Regions from separate parts of the Mus musculus genome. Here all the other regions are linked to region 2. A link is a contact called in public HiChIP or PLAC-seq and promoter capture Hi-C data. All regions are on one chromosome and are shown on one strand. The core of a region is the stretch at or near the end of the contact, and the rest is flanking DNA. Distances in the headings are between cores, read along the strand shown.

Region 1 (2,700 bases), core at 54-2,553, 36 kb after region 2:
TATTTTTTATTTTTGGCAGATGTGAATCATCACTATTTTCCTCCACTGCGATAAACAGGAACTACACAAACTTGAAGGTTAGATGGCAACAACATCTGTTGAAATTCTGAGCTGCTTAAATCCAGACCGCCTGCCCCTCCAGAAGGAGTCTAAGTTCATTACACTGCCTCCACCCCTTCATTCGTAGGAAAATTGAATAGATAACAACATCCCACAACATAGCACTAGACACTGCTCCACCTCGCACCTCTGTAGCTGGGGTGTGTCTCCTCAGAGGAATGGCTCTGAGGACTTAAAGAGGCGGAGTCTAACTCCAAAGAACCTCAGCTCCGCCCCCCAGGAAGCGGTAACATTGCTCACACCACAGGGCGACTGAGTCAGAGGGAGACAAGAGCTGTTCTGACTGAGACCTGCTGCTTTCTGACTCTCTGACCTTGCGCTGACTGACCGACACAGACTGGACCTCCACCTCATTTCCCTTAAGTTATCTGTTTTGGAAGGAGAGCGACATTCCTAGTCTAAGGCAAGGGTTTCCAACCTTCCTAATGCTGTAACCCTTTGTTGCCGTTCCTTATGTGGTGACTCCCAACCATAAAATTATTTTTGTTGCTACTTTATAACTTTATTTTTACTGCTGTTGTGAATAGTAATGTAAATACCATCTGATATGCAACCTCTGTGAAAGTGTCGTTCAACCCAAGGGATCGAGACCCACAGGTTGAGAACCACTGCTCTAAGGCACATGTGCACTTGTGGATCCTGTCTCCTTAGCTAACCTCTCGGGGACTCAGGGACTGTCACTGGTCATTGACAGGTGGAGAGCTTCCTCTTCTTTCAGTGAAAAAATGTAAAAACCAGACCCAATTCTTTCCTTTTAGAAATGCTTTCTTTTTCTTCTCCAATGTCTGTTCCCCTGCCCAGGACATTTTCAAACCTGTTTCTCAAATTAAAGACCCCCAAAGCTGACAGAGTGATGCTATGTGTTTCCTACTACCTGCTGTACACTGCCCCTAAAAAGAAGTACAGCCAAAACAAACAAAAACAAGAAGGGGAACTGCGAGAGGGAGTCAGGGCAGGCAAACTGAAAAAGAAGGTTAGAAAGATGAAAGAGAAAAACCAGAGAGAGAGAGAGAGAGAGAGAAACTTTGGACGTAGAAATGTTAACTATAAACGGGTCCACGCTTCATTCAGCCCACCACACACACACACACACACACACACACACACACACACACACCTAGGTCGAGGCCCTAGCAGAAGCACCTGAACGCGCGTGCGCGTGCACAGAGAGAGAGAGAGAGAGAGAGAGAGAGAAAGAGAGAGAGAGAGGGGGGGGAGAGGGAGAGAGAGAGAGAGAGAGGAGAGAGACTGATAAACCCGCCAACCTCAGATAAATTTGACTCTTCAACTTGTAGCCTCCAATCGCAGCAAAAGGACGAAGGTCCTTCGCCACCTGCCAGCAGAAGACGCTGCAAGCGCCCGCGGCGCCGCAGTAGCCTCTCTCCTGCTGCAGTCCCGACAGAGTTTCAGATCCAAATCCATAGGGCTAGCGCTCCTCTTCCCCTCGCCCCGCTCCCCTGCCTTCGACCTCCTCTGGAGGCCCGGAGGAAGGAAGCAGGGCACTTTGCCACTTCTAAGGAAGGGGAGGAGAGGCGGCGACAGAGACTCCCACAGAAGGAGCCCCAAGCCCTGTATCCTTCTCCCCACTCCCCGCCCGCACACCCGCGCAGGTCCGATGCTGGCGAGTGGGCCACTTGCCAAGGTGTCGGTGCTCACTCCGGGTGCCGGGATTCAGGCGGGACTGTGAGACGGAAAGGTTGGGGTTGCAGATGAGGCGGGTGTGGGAGAGGGGCGACCCGGCGGTCTCCACCCCCCGGGCCACTGCAACTCCAAAGCACGCATAGGGACCCCCGTCGTCTTAAAGGCCTTCCCTCCGGGTGCGTTCGCCTCCCGCCCCGCTCCCCGCCTGGACGTCTGCGGAAAAAGAAGATAAAAGAGTACCTGGAGCGAACACCATGACTTCCTTCAGCCGCTACACCCTTGGGTTTCTAGAGGTGGACAGACAGAGGGCGGGAGCCGACGGGGGACCGGGGAACCGCGGGGCCGGGAGCAGACGGGCGCGCAGGGTGCGGGCGGGACGGTCAGCACCTCGGACAGCTCCCTGCGCGCGGTCCCGGGCCGCGGCTCAGCGCTGGGCGCGCGCTGCCTCCACAATGCACCGCTCCGCCGGCGGGAGGAGGAGAGGCAACCCGGCTCAGCTCCTCCTCGGTCCCCGCGCCAGCTTGGCGATTCACCGCCGAAGGAGCAGGGCGCTTCTACCGCTTCCACCGAAGCAGGAAGGACGGAAGGGGAAGCCAGACAGAAAGGTAATTGCCCGGTTTCCCGGCAGGCGCACAACTAATTGCTTCTAACTACCTGCTGTCACTCACCCCCAGGGATGCCGGGCTGACATTTAAGATGAGTTTGTCCCTTTCCCCACATCGCACTAGACTTTACTCCAGAGGCTGAGTTCTTGGAGTGTGGCTGTCTCTGAACAGAGGGAGGAACCACCAAGTTAACCCGTCTTTGCTGTTCACGACTTCTCTGGCTGCCCCAGGCCTCTCAATGTCAGCAAGAGAGCTAAAAGAGAAAAACAGGATGACCTTGCAATGCATGCATGACAAGGGCGCTGCTCGCGGGTCCTGTTCCCCGTGACCACTG
Region 2 (2,700 bases), core at 151-2,650:
TGAAGGAAAAACCAACCAGTGACAGGCTCAACTTGGGATCTGTCCCATGGACAGGCACCAAACCCTGACACTATTACTGATGCTATGCTGTGCTCACAGACAGGAGTCTGCTATGGCTGTCCTCAGAGAGGCTCTACCAGCAGCTGATTGAGACAGCTGCAGATCCTTACAGCCAACCATTGGAATGAGGTCAATGACCCCTATGGAAGAGTTAGGGGAAGGACTGAAGGAACTGAAGGGATGGCAACCCCACAGGAAGAACAACAGACTCACTAACACAGACCCCTGAGAGCTCCCAGAGACTAAGCCATCAACCAAAGAGCATGCATAGGCTGGTCTGAGGCCCCCAGCACATATGTAGCAGAAGGCTGCCTTTTCCAACCTCAGTGGGAGAGGGTACACCTAATCCTATAGAGACTTGATGCCCCAGGTAGGGGAGATGGGTCAACGGGTCAGAGCCACACAGACTATTGACCAACTCACACTCCACATAATCTTTTCTAGGTCAATTTTATATCTATGTTCATTATAAACTTGGAGCACAGACGATGTTTCAGAAAGTGAAACTGCTCCTATAGAAATAATAGGAATGTATTATTTCTCATAGTTCATTTACCCAAACCCAAAGCGGCTCATGATACGAGGGAAATGCCTTTCTATGTGTACCGATTCATGAGCCATTGTCTGGAGTGTTGTAACTATGGGAGTTTGTACATGTGCAAGGGCAGAGGGCACATAAGATATCTGTGTGCTTCTGATTTTGTTGTGCACCTAAAATTTCTCTAAAAAAAAAACAATAAGTTCTTTATTTTTGTTATTTCTAAATGTGTTGGGTGTCTGATGGCAGAGCATTGTGCAAGCACTCACTTGAGTGGACTCTGGTGAGGGTGGAGGTCAGAGAGGGGTCTGTCCTTCCCTTCTATACTGAGGAAGTATCTTGTCCACCCCTACATTCCCCCTGACAAACCATCCCACTCCCCTTCTGGGAATCCTCTCGTCTCTGGTCCCATCTCCCAGGAGGTGCTCCTGTCACATATGTGGCTTTTAGGTAGGTCCTGAGTATCGGAACTCCAGTCTTTAAGTGTAGGGGGCAAGTACTTTATCCACTGAACCGTCTTCCCTGTCCAAACACGAATGAAATCTTAGAAGAAAAGGACACAAAAAGCAACTGTTATAAAGGGAGGAAATGTTCTGAGAAGGAATCACGGAGTTTGGGTGGCGGTTTGAAGGGAAGACTTAAGAGAGAGAACAAATTTTGCACTGAAAGGAGCTGGAGCAGGGCAAGTGTTCATGAAAGTGTTATGCCAGAGGTGTTTAAATGTTGCATTTTCTGAGCATGCGGAGATCGAGAAACTCAACCAAAAGTGGGTTATGAGTCCAGAGAGCTCCCAAAACTCCTGAGTACAAGGCTTCTAACGGAGTTTAGCAGAAATCTGGGTTTCTCCCTTTCACACCATTCCTTCCAACTTCTACTTTCCCGGCGAGCCACGGGGATGTGGCTTTCTATCTGTCCAGCAGCTCAGCTTGCAATGCTTTGGGCGAGATAAAACTTCCTGCCCCTTGTCTGAATCTGCAGGATTGGGGCAGTTGAAGGCAGATGGCTCCCGGCAACCGTCCCTGCAGAGCCTTAAGCACACACTGAAGAGCATGGTACCCGGCCCGGAGGATGGACGGTGGAGCGAGGTTCGGGTGGGCAAAAAAGCCAGACACGGAGTGGCCTCGCTCCGGGGCAACCGGACATAACTGGAATAGAAACCTGGGTGGACTGTGCAGCCAGACAGCGCCGCCCCACCTCCGCTCACGCAGCCTCTGCCGCCCCCTGCCGGCTGCAGCTGGAGTTGCCGAAGCCACGAAGACCCCACTCCACCCCAACCCCAAGCCCAGGGCTGAGCTGAGAGTCCTGACCCCTGTTTCTGATTTACCAAACCCACTTAAACTGCTCCAAGGACCGTGCTTGCTAGCCCATTTACTTAAAAAATGGACTTACAGGTCCTGCTTGGAGTTCGGAAGCAAACCAGAGACTTCCTGCTCAAAGATTTTAATTACTTGAGCACAATGCTGAAGATCTAAATACTTAACAAAATATTTTGATCTCCTAGGCAATATTAACCAGTTACTGGCTCTTCTCACCCACCGGGACAGTGGGAGAAATCAGTGTAAGTATAAATAGTATGAAAGATTTTAAACGAACTCTTTAAAAGCACCCTCTCATACAGACAACATCTTCTGCTACGGGAAGAGTCAAAGACCCGGAAATGACTAGCCATCGCAAAGTATGGTTCTAGATCAGTTTAACCAATCAGCTCTCACAGGTCACTCATGGTCTCCGAAGGAAAAGTAGCCAGAAGGGTAAGTAGAGGAAGATGTATGCCATTTCTTTGAACAAGTAGGTTCCGAACACTTGGAGACAATCCTTTTATAATGTCAAAATATCTCATGTGTTCTCCTTATATGCTAATGAAACAGGATATGGATTCAGTCACGCTTAGATGAATTTAGATAGTGAAAACTCATGCATGAAAATATTCAGGAGAAGCTGTATTCCAGCTATGGAAATTCATAACACAAACATGGCGTGCTGGTTTGAATGAAATACTCCCCCCCCTCCTTGGGCTTATATATTAGAAAGTTAGATACACAGTACTTGGAAGTACTTGGATACACAGTACTTGGAAGTACTTGGATACACAGTACTTGGAA
Region 3 (2,736 bases), core at 98-2,597, 59 kb after region 2:
AACGTCAGGGAAGGTCTCTCTTGGAGCCAACGCGGACTTGACAAAACAGTTGACAATTAGGGCAAAGCACGTACGGCAGAATCATTAGAACCCACAGAAGCCCCGGCCCCAGCGGCGACACCGCGGCGTGGCGATGCCCCCGTGGCTTCGGAAATACCCGCTATCCCTTTAAAAAGTACCCCCCGCAGGCCGGAAGTGACCGCTCGGCGCCACGAGTCGAGCCCCTCGGTGCAGCACGGCCTCGAGCCTCGCGCACGTCCGCGGTCCCGTGGGTTTCCTGCTCTTGCTGCAGTTCTCCGCCGCCAGTCCTCTCCGCGCGGGCAGTTCGGTCACTAAATCTCAGAGACCCGGCGCCTCCCCCAAGCTCCAGCCTACGCCAGGCCTGCTTCCGGGTTCGGCCTGCGCTCCCGGCCCGCTCTAGTGACGCACTTCCGGTGGTGACCAGGCTTGGCTCCGCCCCAAGCTGACACGCGGGCTGATCGGGTTCCCAGCCGTGCACTGTGCTGGGAGGACAGCGAATTCCTGCACCGGGGACCAACTGCTCCGCCACGGCTCGGTCTCTGGGGTTTCTTACCGTCCTGGGCGGAAATGGATAGAATCCGCCAGACCACACGACCCGGGGCCTAACTCTCCAGCCCTGTGACCGCGGCCGTCTGTGTCAAGCTCTCCCTTGGCTCTGCCCAGGGCCCTTGTCGCTTGGCGCTGGGACCTTCAGAAGTTGAAAGGGTTTGCCAGAGGCATCTCAACCACCCTTTCTTAGACTGGCTTTGAAATGGTGTCACCCACCCTCTTGGACTGAATATCTCAGGTCATCTTAGGGTTTCCTCCCGGAATTACTTAGTTTTACACATTCTGGTTCATCCTCTTCTCAAAGGTTGTTTTTTGGATCGAGAAGTTCAGGCAGAAAGCGTTCACTTTCAGTTTTTCCTTGTATCTCTCACGATGCTGTATGACTTGACCTCATAATCTGGTGTCTGGTTAAGTATAAAACTATTCTTTACTTCTCACCCCTCCACAGGGCTGTTTGGATTGTTTCTTTTGTAATAACGTATTATACCGTTTAGAAAACACAGGAAACACAGCTTGGGCGAGTTGGGTGTTTCCTGCTGAAAATTGTGAATATAACGTTTCATGAGAAAAGGAAAAAAAAAAAAGAGCTAATGAGTGGAGCACCCCATCTGAGCTGTGTCCACTTGCCTTGTTCCCTTAAACTAAAACTAATTGCTTCTTGCTAGCACCACCATTGGCTTTTGCAGTCCCCCCAACCCTATTCTGATTTTGTGCTCCTTTCACTGTTTTCTGGCAGTTTTTCTCTGCTTATAAAGATCTTTAAGAAAAAAAGAAAAGAGGAAAAAAAGTTAAAAAAAAAAAGTTTGTTTAAACTCATTCTTTGTATACTCCAAGAAAATTGCAGCTCTTGTTGAAGGCCTTTATCTTTGCACCACTTCCTGTGTTTCTCTGCAATTCATGTGCATTCTTCTGAGGGCTAAGTCAGTTTCTCAACACTTTTACAAACCAAGAATGGATTCCCCCTTGGCCTGGAAGCCATCTCAATAAAATTTTATCATGAAACTATCACTTCTGTCTCCCAGCTTTCTGGAACATTGTCTACCTCAGTGAATACTTGGCTCCAGGCTAAATCTACCCCCAGTAGAGAGATTGGATGTTTGCTTTTTACTTTGAATAGGGAGCAAATTTGTGGGTACTGAAATTGCCTGGTGCATTTAGGATGGCCTCCGTGTAGCTAGTGGTGTCAAGTTCTTTTACTGAAAAACTAGTTCCATTGAGAGTATGTATATAATGGATTCCATCAACTTAGCCTTTGGGCGAGTCACCTCAGCAGATGTCCAGTTACACATATAGCATCCAAGCATAATGCTTATTCAATAGAAAGAGAACTGAAACCTCTCTCAGCAGGCTGATTGGAAAGATACTTGTATTTGTATTTTTCCAGCAATAGTTGAGGCCACACTTAGAGATCTATTGTACAATATAAGATTAAATCAGAGCATTAGATTTCTCTCTAGTTCTTTGAGCCTGCCCTCATGGTTTCTCAAAGACTCTTTAAATGTTTGCCTTACTGAACTTGGATTCTATCACCTGCCCCTCCTCATAGTCTATAAAGTTGAACACTCCCTTTATGCTTTCCAAATCAGTAGTGAGTCTTGGAAAGAAAATACAAAAGTCTCCAGAGCATGGCAAAGCCCACATTGTTATTTGATGTCCAACTGTAGTTGGACAAGTGTATGGCACAGACTGAGAGGCACCAGGGGGAGGAGCTATGGGAAAGGCAATGCTGCCTGGAGTTCATGACTAGAAGAGGGAGAAACTCTTCAGTGCAATTTTGCTTCAGTTGGGAGAGTGTTGGAAGTGTAAAGGTGTGCCTATTCCAGCTGTTGGAGTCAGGGTAGCGTCCTAGGACAGTTTATCCAACGGATCAGCAGGAATAAAGTGAGGGGGGGGAATTATTGGTCTATAGGCAAAAGGATAGCAGTTGAAAAGGTCCAGAGGAATTAAAATGTTCGTGTTCAGGGAACTGCAAATAGGTATCAGAATGGGAGCTGGGGTGATAGGTGCCACTGCCAAGCACACATGAGCAGCCAGTCCCAGATCTGCCTAACTGCAGTGCTACCTGGGTCTCTCTCACGACGTCCACACTCTTTGGTCAAAGTATGTAAAACTACTGAGGTGTGCTAGGCATCCTTGCACCCTCCTGTGCACATAATGACTGAGATG

Evidence for each region. Promoter capture Hi-C pulls out the DNA fragments that hold promoters and counts their contacts. HiChIP or PLAC-seq counts read pairs in DNA pulled down with a chosen protein or histone mark.
Region 1: a promoter capture Hi-C map of the SN4741 cell line shows a contact between it and region 2, with 2.7 times the contacts expected there. The contact joins the promoter of A930029G22Rik here to the promoter of A730049N16Rik in region 2. A contact is called at or near these places in 11 of 39 promoter capture datasets (the 3T3-L1 cell line, HPC-7-derived erythroid cells, the SN4741 cell line and 7 more), 2 of 484 Hi-C or Micro-C datasets (the N1E-115 cell line and pancreatic cancer cells), 3 of 115 datasets of contacts at active chromatin or transcription factors (embryonic stem cells and trophoblast stem cells) and 1 of 9 other capture datasets (pancreatic islet).
Region 3: an H3K27ac HiChIP or PLAC-seq map of embryonic stem cells shows a contact between it and region 2, with 9 read pairs. The contact joins the promoter of C030034I22Rik here to the promoter of A730049N16Rik in region 2. A contact is called at or near these places in 5 of 39 promoter capture datasets (the 3T3-L1 cell line, 3T3-L1-derived adipocytes, cranial neural crest and 2 more), 2 of 484 Hi-C or Micro-C datasets (embryonic stem cells and neutrophils) and 5 of 115 datasets of contacts at active chromatin or transcription factors (the 230-238 cell line, the SCID.adh cell line, embryonic stem cells and 1 more).

What each region holds. Positions count from the first base shown.
Region 1 is chr17:69,438,843-69,441,542 of GRCm38.p6, reverse strand. It overlaps A930029G22Rik (a long non-coding RNA gene), which reads left to right and starts at 1,303. Exons shown (of 2, transcript XR_003952217.1): 1 at 1,303-2,366. Akain1 (A kinase (PRKA) anchor inhibitor 1) reads right to left here and starts at 2,217. Exons shown (of 2, transcript NM_001145192.1): 1 at 2,002-2,217. The coding sequence starts at 2,017.
Region 2 is chr17:69,474,614-69,477,313 of GRCm38.p6, reverse strand. A730049N16Rik (a long non-coding RNA gene) reads left to right here and starts at 1,400. Exons shown (of 2, transcript XR_876920.3): 1 at 1,400-2,349. The region is part of intron 1 of Akain1 (A kinase (PRKA) anchor inhibitor 1); the gene reads right to left.
Region 3 is chr17:69,415,058-69,417,793 of GRCm38.p6, reverse strand. It overlaps C030034I22Rik (RIKEN cDNA C030034I22 gene), which reads right to left and starts at 1,347. Exons shown (of 1, transcript NR_026848.1): 1 at 1-1,347.